Regions from separate parts of the Zea mays genome. Here region 1 is linked to region 2. The links are chromatin contacts, called in public Hi-C maps. All regions are on one chromosome and are shown on one strand. Each heading gives the region's core, a stretch centred on a gene start, on an enhancer-like site or on the middle of the called end of the contact. The rest is flanking DNA. Distances are from core to core; before and after follow the strand shown. Region 1 has its middle 140 kb from the start of LOC103632337. Region 2 has its middle 9.5 kb from the start of LOC103632337.

Region 1 (2,700 bases), core at 1-2,500, 130 kb before region 2:
AAATATATGAATTTTGTTGCATCATGCTGGGTAATTTGTTTGCACATTTAAATTGAGTTTGAAATTTTAAAAGCAGATTAAATCAAAACTTGAAGTTAGAATTTAGGAACTAAAAGAAATATAAACAAAATGGAAAGGGAGGACATACCTCATTTCGGGCTTGAAACCTCTCCTCGGCCCAACTCCGTCTCGGCGTCCACCCTGGCCGGATGGGCCAAATATGCCCCGTCGGCCAATTACTTTTCCCCACCTTTTTCTTTTTCTAGCGTGTATGGCGCGTGGGCCCCACCTCGTTAGCTCCGGCTTTCCTTGCCCAAACGTCTTCCACTGCTGACGCCTGGGACCTGGTCATCAGCCTAATCGGTCGCGCGCGCTCTAGCCTCTCAACCGCGCCGCGCCTCATTCCCTTGACCCTGCCACGTGGGCCCAGCGTGTCGGACATCGTCTTCCTGGGTTCAAACAAAAGCCAGCTCAAGTTGGTTGCAAAAACTCCGCCGAGAATCACCACCTCATGCTCCACCTTAGGCTCTATATAAACCATCCGCGACCCCCTCCTTGTTCCCAAATGGGTCAAACCACAGTCGTGGGTAGATGGGGGAGGAACGGGGGATCTCGCGACTGCCATCAGCGCTCCTCACCCTTGATGCCTATCGGCGCCTGCTGGGAGGTCATGGGCATTCACCACAGCATGAGGAAGCCCCCCAAGAAGTACCGTGAGCAAGAAATCGATCTCATCATCTGGGAATTCCTCATCGATGATGTGGCGCCGCTGCGAGCCGCTTAGTTCAGTGCCCTGACATCATATCACAGCCACATCGACCTGGGTAATACCCTTACCATCTTATTCGCCATTGGACCATTTAAGTGTAGCACTGTACTACTTGGGTAGAAGATCACCAGTAACCTCGGGATTGCTCACCATGGTCGTTGCTCAGCCGTGGAGACACGGTTTGCCGCAGACAAAACTCTCTACGCAACTACCTCTGGTGATGAGCCCCACACCCTATTCGCCACGACCGTAGCATCATGGGCGCCTTGTGGCGTCGAATTTGGCAACCAGGATGGAAGTCAGGGCTTTTCCGGCCATGGCACCGCCACGAGTCAGCGCTGCGCCACCGTGCTGATGCGGACCGCTGCTTCGCCTCGACTAGGTTGGGGAAGAAGCCCCTCTGGTCGTCAGATCCATGTTGTGCGCACTGGATTAGATCTAGGGGTAACCAAATATGAGCCGTTGATCGGGACACCGGGGATCGAGATCATATCATCACATCCTTCTAGCCACGTTAGATCCAAACCGTAGGATGTCTGGTGAAGGCGTAGGATTAGATCTTGGAGATTTTGGATCGTGGCCGCTGATTTTGGATCTTGTGGTCACCAGTGGATACCGGTTCATGGGTGGGATAGTTTTATCTTGTCCATCGATTTTTTATCGATCGGCCATGGCTCTGCGATACCCCTTCGTTGTGTGTTTTTTTTCTAAAAGTGACCCTTCTTTATTTTAAAATCAGCCCGCCGTCTGCCTAGACTCAAGAATCATCGTAGATGGGTCCACAGATTTATAGAACCGCCCCTGGACTTCAAAAGAATAGTGGTCGCGGTCCAGGAATTTCTGTATAATGATAAAATTAATTCTAAAATGATTTTTAATATAGAAATAATTCCATAATCTTGTTTAATTCCTACTTAATTCATTTGAACTCCTTTTTATCCATTCTAGTTGCATTAAACTCATATTAATATTATTTATCATCTAGCAACATTATTTTGTCATGAAACATAGGTTAAAAACTATGCACTCAATCTATTCTACATACGACATTTAAACTTCGGAAAATCATAACTCTTTAACCGTAACTCCGAATTTAGTGGTTCTCGAACCCACGATCTCGTTACGATGCATAGATCATTATTCTTTGATATGTTCTCATGATTGGTGTGATGTTAATTTTTGCCTATACCATGTTTGTTTGTATTGCTATGAGTAGCAGCGAGGTTACAAGTCACTTGAAGACCTAGTTTGGAGACGTACCACGGAATCTCAAGTCACAGGCAAGTTGTGCCCTTGATCACTCTTCTTTACCTAATAATGGTCTATGTTAATCACTGTGACATGCTCAGGATAATTCGATGGGACCTAATAGGTTTCCCTAGTATTGTTTACCCCACACCTTGCAAACAAAAGAACTATCGGGTAGATTTACTATTGCTCTACCTGTTTTCGGGAAATTAATGTTATATTATGATCTTGTTCCAATTTTGCTGTTGTTTTAATTATTGTTCATGATAAGATCATTATGTTAATTGGAACATGGAGCGACCACCTGGGAAAACAGTGCTACGAGAAGGATGGTATGGACACCCTGGCTGACTAATTAGAAAAGCTAGTGGAGGAATACTTTACCCGAAAGGGGCAAGGGTGGTAGAGGAGCTATGGTATAGGGAGGTTCTCGGGTCGATCATGTTGCGATGGCTTTTCAGATGAGGGATTCCTATATTTCCCTTCTCAAAAACCGTAGCGGGTTTTCTGAAGCTAGTGGAACTTTGTAAAGGCCTCATAGTGCTACCATGCCTCGTCTCCTCGATAGAGATTTTTGGGAAGTCATGATCCCTTAGAAAATAGGTAACACGACATGTGGGTAAAGATGCGCAACATCTGCATAGTGTAAAACTGGTATATCAGCCGTGCTCACGGTCATGAGC
Region 2 (2,700 bases), core at 187-2,686:
CAGACAACTATTCTTTCTGGTGCAGGTGAGAATAGAGCCTATCCAGATCGCGATTCTACATCGGGAGAAGCAAATACATGGGATGGCTACACACACTCATGACTAAGACAAGCAAGGTTTCCGGTGAAAAGACAGATTCCTAGCTGGTAAGGATAGGTTTCATAGACAAGACAATCCAAGAAGGGTTCCTTTTTCTTAGCTTCCTTCTCCTTGGTGTGGTGATGGGAGGTTTCTTACAAGGTCCGTTCTGTTTCCTGCTCTCCGGTATCCTATGACAAGACAACTCGATTCTCTGGTTCTATGTATGCTAATACTACCTAGGGTCGGTCTCTCACATCAGGATGTGTCCCTATCCCGGCCAAGGGGCGATCCTTCCACGCTCTGGCACTTACTGCCCTTGCCTCTTTCGGGTAAGATAGACCTCCACTAGCTTTCCTAATTACTCAGCCAAGGGTGTCCCATTCCACCCTTGGGGTGGCACGTGTTTCTCAAGTTAACCTCCATTTTCCAATTAACATAATAGTCTTATCATGAACAAAATAGAACAATAATAATATAGAATGACCATGTGTAATAGTTATCTCAACACCCAAAACCATATATAGCAATAGCAAAGAGTACCCAAAAGTTCAGGGGTAAACAAGGTGTAAAGGTGACCAAACTAGGGTGGCCTATTGGATCCCACTAAAATTAAGCCTATGCATGCCAAAATGATTATAGAGAACATTATTGGGTAAATAAAAGTGATCAATGGCACAACTTGCCTTCAATGAGCTTCTGCTCAGCAACTTCTACCTGCTGAACACCTGGATCCTCGGTCACTGGTTCGTCTACTCGAAGCAATACAAACAGACATGATATAGGAGAAATTAACATCACACTAAACATGAGTACAAAATACATAATAATAATCTATGTTTCGCAACGAGATCGTAGGTTCGAGAATCACTAAATTCGGAGTTACATATAATAAGTTATGATTTTTCGAAGGTTTTATGTGTTTGGTACTAAAATAACCAAGTGATTAATTTTAATCTATGTTTCATGCTAAAACAGAGTTACCAAGTGATAAAAATATTAAAACAAATTTATGGCAACTGGAATGGGTTAAAAGGGAATTAAAATAAATTTTCTATGAATTAAACAAGTTCTTGTAATTATTTCATGGAGTCTAGGGGTCTATTTACAAATTTGTAGAGCACGCATGTAATTACTTTATATACGCAATGGATGGCTGGTTGTTTACCAAAATTCATAAGGGCTCTTTTGAAAACCTGATCGGTTGAAGGGTATCGGGAATATCGGACAGTCCGATCCATACCCGACGCACCAGATTAGATCATCGCGATATAGGTAACGTGTAACCCGCCATGATCGTCAGATCCGAAACCGACGGATGAGGGGTGCTCCTGCCCCGATCTAACCTAAACCGTCTGTTACCGCATCAACGCTCCAGATTCCCACCTAGCGAACTGGTACGCTGAGATCTGATCTTGACCGCACCTCCCTAGATCGACGATCGGCGCACATCTCCCGTATTCTAATCGGCGGAGGCCGGCAGTGACCGGAGCAACCACGGCAACGGCATCGCCAGACTTGGCCGGACCACCATTCCGAGCCCAAAAGGTTCCTCTTCATGTCTCTACACGATGCGAGGATAAATTCGAAGCTATCGGAGAGGTACTCACCTAAAATTACTCGCGACGAAGCGCTGCCCACGGTAATACGTGGATTCGTGGCGGCACGCTGACTCCGGCGTGAAATTGCCTTCAGTTCACTGTCGTGCGCGCCCGATTGTTGACCGGAACCACTTCCACGAGGCGGCGCACACCTCCACGGCACGAATTCGATCCCGAGACGGTGCCCAGTCGAATACCACAGCAGCGGCGGCCGACACACTTCCTCTCCTCACCCTTGGTGCTAACGACGGCTAGGTTAGGAGGGGAAGAAGGGCGCTGGTCCTTGGCCCATTTCTTTATAGCCTCCCAAGGTCGGTTCCGAGTGCCAGCAACGGCTCCCGCATCTCGCGCTGGTGCTCCGAGCTCCACGGAGTCGGACGCGCGTGGGAAGAGGATGGACTGGCACCGCGGGCCCGCGATTCAGAGACAGCGAGCCGGGGAATGCAGCATCGGTGGCTGACGGAATGGTCCCACACGTGAGCGAACTACGGTGTAGCGGCGCGCGAGGCCAGCGGCTGACCTCCAAGTCCATGGCGTCAGCGGCAGGAATTAGTAGATGGGCCGGCCGAGGGGGGAGACCGGCCCAGGCGCTGCTTTATTCTTTCTTTTTCTTTTCCTTTTGTTTTTCTGTTTTCTTTTTCTTTTTATTTATAAATTTCAATTTATTGAATTCAATTTGGTTGTGAATTTCATACTTTGATTAAATGCACTAATCAAACTAAATACGAGTTTCAAAAGATATATTTATATATATGTTTTTCTTTATATTTATATAGTATTTCTCTTATTCGTTATATAATCTTCAATTTCTAAGCGGTAAGTTTGGTCTTAAATCCCAATTTGAACAATAATATATTTTTATTGATATTATCATTATTATTATTTATAAATGCACAATCAAATAAACTCCAACATGATGCATAGGTATTTATGTGTCGTTTGTTAATTATTCACTTTTAAATATGGTTATTCACATGTTCCAATAAGTAGAGGGCAAAACATATAAGGAGGTCAACTCTCT

The links. Hi-C and Micro-C count contacts between places; a contact is called where the count stands out from the background.
Region 1: a Hi-C map of tassel shows a contact between it and region 2, with 2.9 times the contacts expected there. The contact joins two enhancer-like sites. A contact is called at or near these places in 2 of 25 Hi-C or Micro-C datasets (endosperm and tassel).

Annotation. Positions count from the first base shown.
Region 1 is chr7:48,161,296-48,163,995 of Zm-B73-REFERENCE-NAM-5.0, reverse strand. No RefSeq gene overlaps it. Among protein-coding and RNA genes, the nearest start is that of LOC103632337, 140 kb to the right of the region's middle. Within about 2 kb of position 1,250, at least 17 of the 20 cell types and tissues checked have an H3K27ac peak or open chromatin away from gene starts, as enhancers often do. A contact at or near this core is called in tassel, where this site is marked.
Region 2 is chr7:48,030,622-48,033,321 of Zm-B73-REFERENCE-NAM-5.0, reverse strand. No RefSeq gene overlaps it. Among protein-coding and RNA genes, the nearest start is that of LOC103632337, 9.5 kb to the right of the region's middle. Within about 2 kb of position 1,436, at least 18 of the 20 cell types and tissues checked have an H3K27ac peak or open chromatin away from gene starts, as enhancers often do. A contact at or near this core is called in tassel, where this site is marked.